Regions from separate parts of the Rattus norvegicus genome. Here region 1 is linked to region 2. Evidence: chromatin contacts called from public Hi-C data. All regions are on one chromosome and are shown on one strand. Each heading gives the region's core, a stretch centred on a gene start, on an enhancer-like site or on the middle of the called end of the contact. The rest is flanking DNA. Distances are from core to core; before and after follow the strand shown.

The links. A called contact is a pair of places that touch in the nucleus more often than the background predicts.
Region 1: a contact with region 2 is called in a Hi-C map of Schwann cells, with 5 times the contacts expected there. The contact joins the enhancer-like site here to the promoter of Selenof in region 2. A contact is called at or near these places in 6 of 12 Hi-C or Micro-C datasets (the A7r5 cell line, Schwann cells, frontal cortex and 3 more) and 1 of 1 datasets of contacts at active chromatin or transcription factors (oligodendrocytes).

The regions. Positions count from the first base shown.
Region 1 is chr2:236,347,665-236,354,554 of GRCr8, reverse strand. No RefSeq gene overlaps it. Among named protein-coding and RNA genes, the nearest start is that of Selenof, 49 kb to the right of the region's middle. Within about 2 kb of position 3,609, at least 14 of the 93 cell types and tissues checked have an H3K27ac peak or open chromatin away from gene starts, as enhancers often do. A contact at or near this core is called in the A7r5 cell line and Schwann cells, where this site is marked.
Region 2 is chr2:236,298,824-236,305,769 of GRCr8, reverse strand. Selenof (selenoprotein F) reads right to left here and starts at 3,331. Exons shown (of 5, transcript NM_133297.2): 1 at 2,981-3,331. The coding sequence starts at 3,055. Hs2st1 (heparan sulfate 2-O-sulfotransferase 1) reads left to right here and starts at 3,637. Exons shown (of 7, transcript NM_001100518.1): 1 at 3,637-4,038. The coding sequence starts at 3,915. LOC120100962 (a long non-coding RNA gene) reads right to left here and starts at 2,974. Exons shown (of 2, transcript XR_005501383.2): 1 at 1,680-2,974; 2 at 1-1,213.

The DNA.
Region 1 (6,890 bases), core at 2,360-4,859, 49 kb before region 2:
CCATCCACCCACCCACCCACCCATCCACCCATCCGTCCATCCATCTGTCCACCCACCCATCCATCCACCCATCCATCCACCCACCCATCCACCCATCCACTCACCCACCCATCCGTCTATCCATCTACCCAACCATCCATCCATCCATCCATCCATCCATCCATCCATCCATCCATCCATCCATTCTTTTTGGTTGTTGACACAAGGTCTTATTATAGAGCTAAGATCAGTTCTCAAATTCCTGATCTTTTTGCTGCAATCTTCCAAGCTCTGGAATTACAAGAGAGCACCACTGTAGTGGGCTTTTGGTGAAGAGGTTTTTGGTTTTTTTTTTTTTTTTTGTTCTCTTTTGTTTTTAAAAAGCTCGTAGTCAATTCTCCAGGCGGTGATGATGTTTCTCTTCTCTGGCGAGTACCCTGACAGTAAGATTTTAGAAGATCCATGGGTGCTTCTGATGTGACCCTGGATGAGAACAGGGGATAGTGGGCTCTGAATGCATAGAGAGTAGGGATAATGAACTCTGGCTTCACACAGAGGGTAGGGTGGTGGGCTCTGGCTGCACAGAGGGTGGGGTGGTGGGCTCTGGCTGCACAGAGGGGTCACGAGGGCTCCTTTGAATGGGCCATCTGACCACCTAAACTTGAATCTTAATCTTTGGTGGTGATATTTTCATTAAAATGGTTCTAGATTATTCCAAGGGGTTGGAAAGTCTGGCTGCAGATGGATGGATAAAACAGAGGAGGTCAGTTCACTGCCTTATCTAGGAGTCAGAAATAGCTCTTTTGAGATTTCACACCTCTTTCCCTACCCGGGTCTACAGGGATAACCCTGGCTGAAGCTGGAGGTCTGTGGTTAGGAAGGTTGGGCCCTGTAGCAATCACCCTGGGCCTCTTCGCAGGGTCTAGTGAGGAGCAGAGAGGCTTTGGCCACTTCTGCTTATGAAGTTTTGACCAGCCAGGTACCTGTACTCCAGTAGGCAGAACAAAAAGTGTCACCTTGACTCTTGCTTCCAACCACTGTGACCCTGTAGACATGAGGGAGGGGAAAGGCTGGGTTCTGTGCTTGAAGCCCTTTGTGCTGAGCAAAGGCTTTCATCCTGGCAGCTGCACTTCCGAGCAAGCGAGCGAGCGCTCTATCACTTCCTAATGGATGTGCTGAAAGGGTCCAGCTGTTCCTTCCCTCCCATCAGGCCCTGAAAAGCATGCCTTTCGAGCGAGGAAAGCACACATGCATTAGGACTTGATGTTAGGAGGAGGCTGGGGCGGGTAGACTAGGGTTGATGTTTGCTGCTGGCAATTGGGGCCAAATAATTATACCTATTAGAAAGAAAATGTTAGCACAGGAGTGATGAGGAGGGCCTGGAAGCAGGCTGCCAGATCCAGCACCAGTTCTTTCTCATCGTGAAGTCCTTCGTCTTCCTGCCTGTGTGACAGCCAGAGTCTGAGTGTTTGTTCCCCAGAGGCTGACACTGAAATCTCATCCACAGCATGGAGGCACCAAGAGGTGGGCCAGATGGCCCAGTGGTTAGGAGCTCTTTGCAGGGGACCCTGGTTTGGTTCTGCGTACCCCTGTGGTGGCTCACAACCACCTGTAACCCAGTTCCAGGGGATCCTATGCCCTTTTCTGGCTTCCAAGAGTTCCTGTAAGCATGTGGTATTAATGCATATACTCAGGCACACATACACATAAAATAATAAAAAAAAATAAAGATCTTTGCTCTCATGAAGTGAGTCAGTACCTTTATAAGGAAACTGGAAGGGCATGCTTGCCTGACCCTTCCGTTTTATGAAGAGACACCTAGAACGTGCGGTCTACAGAGCAGAGAACCAACATCAGACATAGAATCTGTTGGAGCACAGATCTTACTTTCCAGTCTCTAAATTATAAAATAAACAAACTCCCCAGCACACACACACAGCTATCAATGATAAATAAACGCTGGGCTGGGGCAATAGCTCATTGGTGAGGATTTCAGTTCAGCTCTGAGAACCTATGTAAGCCAGGCTCTGCATGCCTGCTGCTCTGGTTGGGAAGACAGGAAGTGCAACAGCCATCCCATTAGATCCTGGAGCTACAACCCACCATGAATGAGTAAGGGAGACATAGTCATGGCTTTCTCAAAGTGTATACTTCTGTGGAGAACACAGAATAATCTGTGACAATAGTGGTTAAGAATGAACATCTTTTTCTAGTCTCAAAATACAGTATTATTTTCCTTCTCTCCCTTTTACTCCCTCTCCTAACTTTCTGAAAACAGCATCAGGTGAGGCCAAGCAGAAGAGTCAGTGGTCCAGCAGGGCCATGAGCTATGGAAGACTAACATCCTAGTTAACTTTACCTGTCAGCTTTAACTAGTTGACTTGGACATACCCTAGAGCCAGCTGAGAAGGGACTCACACCTGAGACCCTGGAGAATCACTTGGATTGGACTGGCCCGTGGGCTTGTCTGTAGGGCACTATCTTAACTGTTAATTGATGTTGCAGAACCCACTGTTTGAGACATCATTCTCCTGGCAGGTACCGTATTATAAAAAGCAAGCTGATGGGGCCAGGAAATGGGTCAGTAGTCAGGAAGAACACTGGCTGTTCTTCCAGATGACCCAGGGTTCAATTCCCAGCACCCACATGGTGGCTCACAACCACCTGTAGTTCCAGTTCCAGGGGATTGACAACCTCTTCTGACCTCCTAGTATGCCAGGCAGACAAGTGTCATTCAAAGACATCCACACAGACGAGGATACTAAAAGTGACCCAAAGTCATACCATAGGAAACACAGTGTGGGTCCCCGGAGTCAGTGCTGTGAAATGACCCATGTCTGTTACATTTTTGCCAGTTATGCACACACTGGCTAGACAGCATCAGACAGACTCAGGCCGAAGGCATTCTATAACACTGGCTGGAACTGCTTACAATGCTAACATCTATCCTTAAGTGGAATAGAAGCAGAAGTCAGGAATGTTCCAAATGAGGAAGACATTGAGATGCATGAGAAGCAGGAAAATGTGTGACCCTGGTTTGGATCCTCTGATTACAAAAAGCTGCTGACTCCACTGGAAAATCTTCAGTGGGCTTGGCTGGAAGAAGAATGTAGGGGAATTCTTTGTGACTATTCTTATAACTTTTCCATAGGAAACTATTTGCGAAAAAGAAAATTAATTAGTACGATTGTTGTGGTGATACAGCTTATGGGAGCTGCTGGTGTGACCGAAAGAATGGCAGGGTGCTGGTGGATGAGAGATGGGTTGGGGATGAGAAGCAGGGGGCTCCGGGCAAGGAAGCGCGTTTGTCAGATGGGAGAAGGATTCATGGTTTGCATTTCCCTCATTTGGGCTGTGAGTCGATTCTTTCCAGCCACGTCTGTCTGAGAACCTTACCTTGAAATCTTCTGTTGGTCTGCCTGCTGGCACTGTCTACCAGAGGCCCAGGAAGGTGCCTGGAAGCTGGAAGGAGGCTCATTTGGGAGACATCACCGTGGTGACCGTCTTAACATCATACGGCCAGCAGATGGCAGCAGGCAATTCTGGGAAAGAAGGACCTACTGGAGCGGGGAGGGAGGTCTGGCGAGGCCAGAGCCTGGCTGGCTCCCACTGTTGGCTCTCTGTGAATTGCAGGCTCCTGCCAGGCAACAGAGCCTCCTGCAGCCCAACCTTGCTCTCTGGAAATAATGGGGAAAAGAGAAGGAGGGCTGAGAGAAAAGTCTTCATTGTGTTTTTGAAGAAAGCTGCTTTTATTTCTCCCAATAATGCAGGAGAGAAAAGGAGAGGCCATCACTTCGCAGAACTTGAATGAAATGCCTCAGAGTCCTGGAAGTTAATAGAAAGAGTTGGACTCACTGGCGAGAGGGTGGGACACATCCTCAGTACTTGTGACAAAGAAGAACACAGACTCGGTTCACGGTTCACTTGTAACGTGGAGGCAGGGGTTTGAGAATCAGACGAACCAACCTGTTCGTTTCAGGGTGTAGTTTAGTAGGCAATTGGACACTCACTAAGGGCCAGTGTCATTACACCTAGCACAAGCTGTGTTCTGCATGTTCTGTGCTGTGCAATCCCTTCCTGAGTTATGCACATGTATTTTACTATGTCACATTTAAAACGTCAGGCTTAGAAAAGTTGTCCTCAATACCAGTTTGTTAAGGTGTTTACTGTGTGCCAACTAGGGACACAGTGACCAGAGCAGGATTAAGGACAAATATGACCCCTCTCTTCCTGTAACTTACCATCTAGCTGTGACTCCTAGGGTTGAGAACAAATCCAGGACTTGATTCAGGTTGGTGGGATTCAAAGGACGTCTGCTGACATTAATAAGAACAATGACCACAATCAAGCCATACCGTTGCTTATGGTTTCATACCACGCTTCCTCAGAGCAGGCCTTTACCAAACCTCTCACTTGTCCTTACCGAATTTGTAAAGTAGAAGTTAAAAACGCCCAGTTCATAGTTGTCTGGAGAACAAACAAGACTGTATCTAATGAAGTGCTTACTGTAGTCTGCCATCAAAACTCATCAATAGCAGGTCATTGTCATTACTAGGACTGCCTTGGGGTCTGAGATCACACACACGAGTCTCATTAACCCACCCTGGGCACTGTCCAAGATTAGAATGCATCCAGCCTCGGGGTAGGGGAAGAGGTTTCATACTGGAGATAGTGGGTTTTGTTGGTGGTGGTGTTTTTGTTTTGTTTTGTTTTGCCTTTGGGAGGGACACTCCATCATTCTCTGTCCATTTGTCCTGGAAGTGGCTGGCCCTACCCCACCAGAGCTGGAAGGGTAACTCAGACCAAGCCACGTGCGGCAATTCTTCCTGTCGGTCATCAATTGAGGGATGAATACCTCATCCAAGTTGCCAGTTGAAAGCAACTTCAAGGGCTTTTCAAAGAGTTACCAGAAGAGAAATGATCTTTCAGCCGAGGCTTATTTGCAGGAAGGAATATCAGAACAGAAAGAAGCTGAGAGCAAGGTCATCCGGGAGAAAGACTGTAGTCAATGGATGGCTTGAGAATCCTGATGATGTCACCCAAGCCCTGGAGTCAGGGACTGGTAAGCTCTTACTGGAAAAGGCCAGATCATAAATAGATCAGATCATTCCTGCAAGGATCCAATGCATTATGGCTCGAGAGCCGCCCTAGACATTACATTATGTAAAAGAAGATATGTGGCTTTGTGCCACTAAAACTATTTACAGGAGCACGTGATGGGGCCCAGAGAGACGACTCAGGGCTGAAGTTCAGTTCCCAGAACCCACATCAGGAAGTTAATAGCCCCATGTCTAAGGGATATTGCACCCCCTTCTGGCCTCTGCGGGTACCTGCATACATGTGGGAGACAACACATATTCAAAAATAAAAATTAATCTTAAAAAGAATATCAGGCAATGGGCTAATGTTCTCTCTTTTCTGAGGCTGTATGTAAAGCCAGACAGCACTGGGCTCTTCCATTAGGGCTACCACTGACTTCCTGTCTGGATGAAGCCAGTTTGAGATTTGTATTATAACATTGGAAAGGGCTCTGATGCACGCTTCAATTTGATAAAATATGACCTTAATTCATCTGGCAGGTCACAGACTACCTAATGGTAAAGAAACTCATTTATTATTCCTCTCACCTAGTGGAAACTTCCAGGGCAGCCATTCTTGTTCTAAGTCCGTTCTGCAGTTGCTCTGGTTGGAGGCCACGGGCTGCTGCCAAGAAAGTTGAAATGTAACTGCCACTAAATCTCCCCAGAGGAGCGAGGTGGGGGTGGGGGTGCATCTGCAAAGTCTTGGGTTTTGAGCAGGCAGCCCAACAAGGGGCGACAGTAAATCACTGCACACAAAAAGGGTCCCAGAAGCATCACTGGAGAGGTTCTTCAGTGATCGGAAAAGGGAACTGGGGGGTGGAGGTGTTCTGACAGGGGAAGGATGGGATCTGTGGAAGAGACAGAGCCCCGATGTTCCCGTCAGTGGGATTTATCACCCTTCTTAAGAAATGACGTTGCTGTATGGAAGATTTCGTGTTCTTTGGATCAAGGCAGCGTGTTCTAGCTCTCTAATTTCCTGCAGCTACTCAGACTTTCCTGGAATTAAGCTGATTTATTTGAAAGCTGAACACCGCAGCCCTCATCTTCAGAGCTCAGTAGAGCTCTTGATGGCAAGTTGCAGATGTTAGATTTAAGTACCTGCTTCTAAGGAGTGAGCTCCATGTTTACAGAGCAAGCAGATGCCCTAGGAGGGGCAGAGGACAGCCACCAGCGTCGTTACCTGAAGACGGAAAGAACGCCAACAATGTGGGATGTAGCCGGGTGCTAAGTTACGAGTGCTGATGCGGGCGAGAGACATCAAGCAGGGCCCTGAAGGGGGCAGAGTAGGGAAACTTCAAGTGGGAAGGATCACTGGATCAATGATCCATCGGGTCCTGGGGATGAGCAGCTCACTGCGTTAGAAGTGTTTATAAAGCCCCTTTGTGCTAGACACCGTACTGAGCCCCAGACACACAGCAGGAGCGAGAACAGAGTTCAGCCCTTGACACCTGCGCTCTCACAGGCAGCACCAAATAAGGAGGAAGACTGCGTTGGCGTCCATTGAGAGAAGTTAGTTGGATGGAGGGGCTGGGGGTGAGCTGGAGGAAGATGGTGTAGCTTCCTATGGCACGACTTGATGTGGGATGCACAGCACACTCATTTGTGGTCCGTGGGATGGAAATGGAGGAGAAGTGGAGGCCGGAGAGCATGGCAGTGTGTCAGGAAAGGGTGAACACGGGCTTTGGTTTTCAGCCCTTTTGCTTCTGCTTGGTGCACTAACAACTTGTGACCTCACTTTTATTAAACCCAGGTCAGTGTCCCTGCTAAATGAGAATCAGTAGGTCTGGCTCTACATCACGTTTCATCTATTTATTTTAGGAGGTGGGGACT
Region 2 (6,946 bases), core at 2,082-4,581:
GTCCATCCTTTAAAACAGTCTTGTTATATCGCTTGGGCTGGATTGGAACTTGCTACATGTAGCCCAGGTTAGTCTCAAATGTCGGATCCTCCCATTTCAGCCCCCTGAATGCTGTGATTACAAGCAGCAGCTCAGATTACAAGAGGCACCAACACGCCTGGCTCTGACCTTAAGTCTGTGAAGTAGATGGAGTTAAGCATTATATTCTGAGTAATCACGGAGAAAAACAGAAAACTAAGAAGCAGAGTAAACCAGTGTGCTTAGATGACAGCTGTTAAAAGTTAAAATTTGAAAACACATCTAAAGTTCTTTTTAAATTTAAAACTAAACAGCGCAGTATCGAGAGAGAGAGAGAGAGAGAGAGAGAGAGAGAGAGAGAGAGAGAGAGAGAGAGATTGATTTTATATGGTCTTATTTGTATTTTATTTTTCTAATATACACTAATTTATAGTCCTCATTTACAAAGAACAGAATGAAGCTGACATCTGCCCTAAAAAGGTTTCAATCTAGTACTTAGTGATTACCAGGAGAGTTTTCCGAGTGGTCTGTACCGTCAATTGTCAATGACACTCCAGCTGGGACCACTTGTAACAGACCCAGAAGAAGTTAACTGGAATCGAGGGTCAACAATAACTTACAAGCAGGCTTCATCTGTCCAGGCAGTAAGACCTTTGCTTGTAGATCCCCTAGCTTACTCATGAAGCATCCTATTTAGATGTCAAGGTGCCCCTCCAAGTATGTCAGTACAGACAAAAAGTAATCAGGAACAGGCCCTTCTTTAAGGTGAGATCCAGTTAGCACACTGGGAGAATGACACTTCAAGAAACAATAGAAAATTAAAGGTAGCTGAGAGATCAGGTCCTGACCACCACTAATGCACTGAATGGCTTTAGCTGGGGGCAGAGAGATTGTTTTTCTGGAGGAGGTAATTTCTTAGAGCTGAAAACTGAAGGCTGAGGGGTGGCCAGATGGCTCAGTGGGTAAAGATGCATGCTGCCAAGCCTGAGGACCTGAGTTCAATCCTCAGGACCCACATGGTGGAAGGAGGTTCAGATAGTAGTCAGATGACAATCATTTTTATGGGTGTAAGGGAGACAGCTTCTGAGAGAGAACAAACTACATGAGATTTACCTGAGCAAGTACCCCAGCTCTTCCTCGCCTTTTGTTCTCCCAGCAGAACACGGAAGCACCAGGAAGTAAGCCTGGTGAAGAACTTGCAAAGGAACATGTAAAGACAAACTTCATCTTCAAGGCAAGTGGGAAGTTTTTTTTTTTAGAGCACAACAAGTTTAAATTTCAGAGATATTACTCTAGACAGGTAAGGGCAGAATGAGAAAGAAATTAGAAGTGGAAACCAGTTAATAAATCATAGGCAAGCCCATACACTGGACTGAATTGCAATTCAGAGAAAAACCAGTAGGCTGTTACTTTCAAGGAGAAAGGTCTCATAATATTGAACTAGTTTTCAGGTATATTGAGGGAGTAAGAATTAGTAAGGCTAGGTAACTGTGCAGTACATAAAGGAAGGAGTGTTTAAGTTTAAGTTACATTTGTGGACAGTCGCCGTGGCATACACAAAGCCATAAACTCTTCCTGCTCTGGTCCTCGTATGTACAGACATTTCTTTGCAATGCAATTCTGTCATTCTTCCCATATGGCTGTGGGGTCTCAATGTTTACCTGAGGCTTGGTCTGGGGACTTAATTTGACAAGTCTGATGTGATGGAGCTTGGATCTGTTCGCACAGTGGGAGGACCTGGCTTTCTATTTTTAGCCTCGGTCGCCCCAGAGAGGTGTGTGGTTTCCACGACGAGGTCTTAAGAGGCCTTTGCTCTTTTGGAGTATTGTCCTGAGATTGCTGAGAAAAATAAGTCAGTCTGGTCTGTTGGGAGATGAGAGGCTGGAAGCAGAACTAAGTGGTCTCAGTTAATGGCACGGATTAGGAATCACAGTAGCGTTGGGTTCTTAAATTAACCAACTAGCTCATACAGTGCATACATGAGAGAACTGCTTCCCCAACCTAAAGGACCGTTTTAAACTGTTTAAAACTTTGATGGGGGGTGGGGAGTTACAAAGCCACTCTCTTGAAATTTAGAAGGTAGAAGGTAGTTTGAGAACATCACTCCTTTGTAACATTTAGTAGTGGTAACAAATTCAAGTGACTACGATGGGAAGAGAAAGCAAACGACTCACTTATCTCTCCGGTATAGAAAGTTTAGGAAGAGAAACCAAACGACTCACGGTTCTCTCCAGTATGGAAAGTTTAAAGGGATGCCCCCTAAATGTTACCTAAAGGTACCAGATGTCTCAAAACGATATCGTATTACAACGTGAGACGCTAAGAATCCACCTTTCGGACAAAGTAATAAGAGCAGAGACAACATTTGCAAAGTACTGGATCTATGAAAAACAAAGTATTTAGAGAGCCACGGTATAATCGTAACTTTCCAAAATCTTGGGACAAACCACTTAAATACCCTTAGTACAAGACATGTAAAATATGGGAGAAAAACTTCCACAGAGGAGTTTACCAAAATACAGTCGTTTCATAAGTAGCTAAGTAAGTCAAAACTAGGTTTTCTCCTCTCAGAGATCCAGAACCTATGCATTCTGGCTAACGAGGAAAAGCGCTTGCCTGAACCAAAACCAAGATAATGTCCCTTTAAGGTTTCGGAGACTTGTAAGCAGTGGTAGTTCTCATTTACTTGTGTCTCATTAAAAGAAAAGCCCCTCTTCCTAAGCATTACTGACTTTATGTACCCACTGCGTTCTTACAAAAATCGATTTTAGCTGCCTGAAGTGAGGAGACCATCGCCTCTAGAGCTCCGGCTGGAAATCTGCCACGTTTCACTCCGGATGGAAGCGGCGATAAAGACAGCCCTGTTCCACCGGCGGTTCCCATGCGTGGCCGCGGGTTTGCCCTTCCACATCCTCGCCCTCCGACAGGCCTTGAGGCAGCCACAGAGGCGGTCCACACTCACCGCTTGAAACGCAGTCGCCAGCAGTAAGCGAAGCCCCAGCGCGGGCCGGAGCCACCCGCCCTGCCCTGCCGCCATCCTTGCGGTCTGCCGTCAATCTTTAGGAGTCTGAGGACCCTTGTGCCGGGGACGTCCACTGCACTGCCTGATGCGAAGCCCGCCGCAAAAGGCCACTGCTACAAGCCTATTACTCCACAAAGACGAGTGTTAGTTAGTCGACTACAGAAGCCTGAAAGTGATCGGCTATTAAACAGCCCTCAGGTTCTTTTAGGGATTCAAATCAGGCGCTTTCCTAGACTCCCTACACCGGGGCTTCTAATTCACGACATTACAGCGGCTATCCACGAAGTCCCAGCTCGTTCATTACTAGCCCCGCCTCCCCCGAATTTACCCAATCGAAAAACGCCTTGCTTGAGGCCTGTGGCAAGGAACCCAACCGTAAATCGAACCGAAAGGGCGATAAGCGGCCGTTCTTCGGACCAATGAACGCCACTGTACGGAAGGACGGGGGTGGAGCCTCTGGTTGCCGGGCAGCGTGCGTCAAGGCGTGCGCATGGTGGCCGAGGGGGAGGGGAGGGGGCGGGCCGAGGGCGGCGCAGCCGCAGCCGCAGCGCCGCTGGAGGAGCGCGCGGCCGCGAGCGACCGAGGGAGGGAAGGGAGGAAGAGAGGGAAGAGGGCGTGCGGCCGCGGGGTCCCGAAGCCAGGCGGCAGCGGCAGGAGGGCGCCAGGGCCGTCGAGTGGGCCGGGGAGAAGCGTGCACCGGGCGGCCGGCGCTGGCTCCCGCGGGCGGGAGACCGGAGAGGAGGAGGAGGGGGTCGCTGCGGCGCGGCAGCCCGCGCAGCTCCGGGGTCGGGGTCTCCTCCCGGCGCTTCCGTCGCCCTCGGGGCCCCCGCTCCCCGCCCCCCGCGGTATGTCTTGATCGCGAGCGGCGGGTTTCATGGGGCTCCTCAGGATTATGATGCCGCCCAAGTTGCAGCTGCTGGCGGTGGTGGCCTTCGCGGTGGCGATGCTCTTCTTGGAGAACCAGATCCAGAAGCTGGAGGAGTCCCGGGCGAAGCTAGGTGAGGCAGCCGAGCTGTGCGCCGGGGCCGGGCTGGCGGGTAGGCATTGCCGGGTATAGCCAAGTGGGCTTCCGCAGGGGGCATCGAAGAGTCCCGAGAGCTGGGACCCAGGCACGTCGAGCTCCCGCCACCGGGGAGGGATGCTGGGCCGGGGCGCTGGACGCCCGAGGTCCCTGGCCGGAGGGCTGCCCCGTTGGCCCTCCACGGAGAGAGGGGACCCGAGTCTGCATGGAGCTGGTGCAGCTTGAGGGCACGAACGCTCACTCTCTCATCTCTTCCGAATGGTTCTGGAAAGCCCCAGTCATGTGCGGCGATGGGGACTGGAATTTGAATTAGGGCCACCTGGGCACAGAATCCTTTGGGGATGGTGGTCGTGGGGAGATTCATCGAGGGGAGACAGGTAGAAATGGAAGAGTCCGGGAATGATGGGGAGTGAAAGCAGCTTACTGTAGTGAGTGGCAGGCATGCCTGAGCCTAGGGCGATAAGGGACCTTAGAACTGACAGCTTAGGTAGGCTGGCAGTGTGGCACAGCGGAGCAGATGAAAAGCTCTGATGGTACGGAACGTAACGTCTGGGGAACCGAAGTTCTCTATGAGTGGCGCTGAACTGGTTGATTTGGGCTTGAGAGTAGGGTCATAAGTGTAGGCTGATTGCGTGGACAAGAGAGGGACGTCGAGGGTTCGGAATTACAGGGTTTACTGTGTGAAAGGAAAAGAGTGGCAAGAGCGAGCCATGTGGGTTTCTTTCTGTGTTGGAATGGGAAAGGATTCCTGAAACACAAAATTACAGTGCGAGCTTGTGCAACAGCAGTCGAAAGCGCGGATAGTCGGTGCTTCCGGATAGTGGAGAACTTTGGTATTTGGAAGTGTTCTGGAGACAGAGAGACTTAATGATTGACGCGTTCTGATTTAAAAAAAAATGTACTCGGCACTTGTAAATCAGCTCAGAGGATGTAATTTGAATGTGGGAAGCAGCTGTTGAGTACACTTTGACCTAGCCTGTTTCTTAAACACGATTTAAATTTACCTTGAGGAACGGCTAGCTGCAGCTTGGGAGTGTGGATTAATTTTCAAGAAAAGAAGTACCAGAAAAGAATTTACATTTTATATATAGTAGATATTTCCAAGTTTTGATAGATTTTTACAGAACCCTTCAACACTGTTCTTAGTGTTATAAAAGAACGTATCATTTGATTGATTCCAGCTCAGTGTGGAAGAGAAGCCAAAGGTACCTCCAGCCTTCATTTCTAGAGTGAAATTATGAAGACCCATTGAACTTATGTACTGGATTTAAAAAGGTTTTGCATGCTAGAAATTATTCATTTTAAATACTGAAGGTTGTACAATATATACCTTTGCCTTCCGCGTGGCTCCTCTGTACAGTACTTACAGTCATAGTCTGGCCTCACTCATGATCCAGCTTTACAGGAAAAAAGTGACTCATCTTACAGTAAATTAAAAGTTGTTAAAACGAGCACTTGTATCTATTATCTCTTGAATTGGTTTTTGGAATTCTCTAGATGTATGGGCTAAACATGATTAAATTTGTTGCTTGTCCTCCTTGCCTAACTTTTTTTCTGCAGTGTTTGAAAGTTTATAGACACCACCTGAATAATTGTAAAAGTTAAGTTACCTGAGGATATAGAACACCACAGGTAGAGCCATGCGCATCCTCATGGTTTTCATTCAAGGGGAAAATAATTCTGCCAGGAGTAAGTGCATAAAAAGGATTAGCTATGAGGGAAACAGCTAATATGCAGCACAATAAATAATTCCGAGAAATCGAGGACTGACCATGTGGGTCAGGCCTGTAGTTCCAGTACTCTAAAAGCTGACACCAAAGGTTGGTGAGTTCAAGACCAGCATGTGCTGCTACATAGCACTATCCTGTCTTAAAGGAAATGGAGAACAAATAGCTCTCAAATGTAACCCAGAGACTCCGGGATGACAGAGATAATGCAGCTTTATGTCAGCTCATTAATCTGATTAGATTGTTTGCTAAATATTTTTATTTTTAAAAGACACAGGTGTCTATGTTGTGTTGCCCAGGATGGACCAGAACTCCTGGCCTCAAGGGTTCTTTCTTCCTCATCCTTGAAAGAAGTTGTAAATGCCCTTCACCTTGCCTCCTTAAAAAAACAAGTCTTGCTTCCAAGGCAGCACTGAAAGAGACACTGACTGTTATCCTGACTCCTGAGGAAAGAGACAAAAGGGCCAGGCTGTGACTAGATAGCTTTCCTCTGTGATATTCTTATTTATCTTCCAAGAACACCAGAGATAACTATTTTTCAGATGCAGAATAATCCTTAGATTATATAATTTGCCCAAGACTGTATTACTAGTAAGTGGTGGAGGCAGAATGGGACTCAGGTATGTTTGATTCCTAATTGAAGACCCCTGTAATTACACCAAGCAGATTGAGACTTTCTCCTGACATTATACTGCAGTGAGCTGTTTGAATAGCGTTTATAAATTGTATTATCGATGCATATATTGCTGAGAATGAATATCATTCTGAGAAAACTCAATTTCTGACACAAAGGAGTTGGTTTAATGTCATGCCCTTAGCTTATGTCCATGTAATGAACATAATTACATTACTCCACGGAATGGACGGAAACAGCTTGTTCCTGCTATCGGAGAAGAAAACCTTTGGTTGTTCGCTGTAATTGTGGGATGCAACATTAAAAGGCATTTTTATTTTGGCTCTGAAAAGCTAATGAACATTTTACCCTTAAAAATAGTTTTTATAGTTTATTTTTTCTGCTGTAGGAGATTCCAAAGGGTTGTAATGTCTGTTAATGACCGTAATGCAACCTGGTTAAAGTCAACAACGTCCTGATGGTGAGGGCTCTAATGAAGCAATAGGTGTATTCAAAAATAAGGCATAGTTACTGGCCTCTTGGGA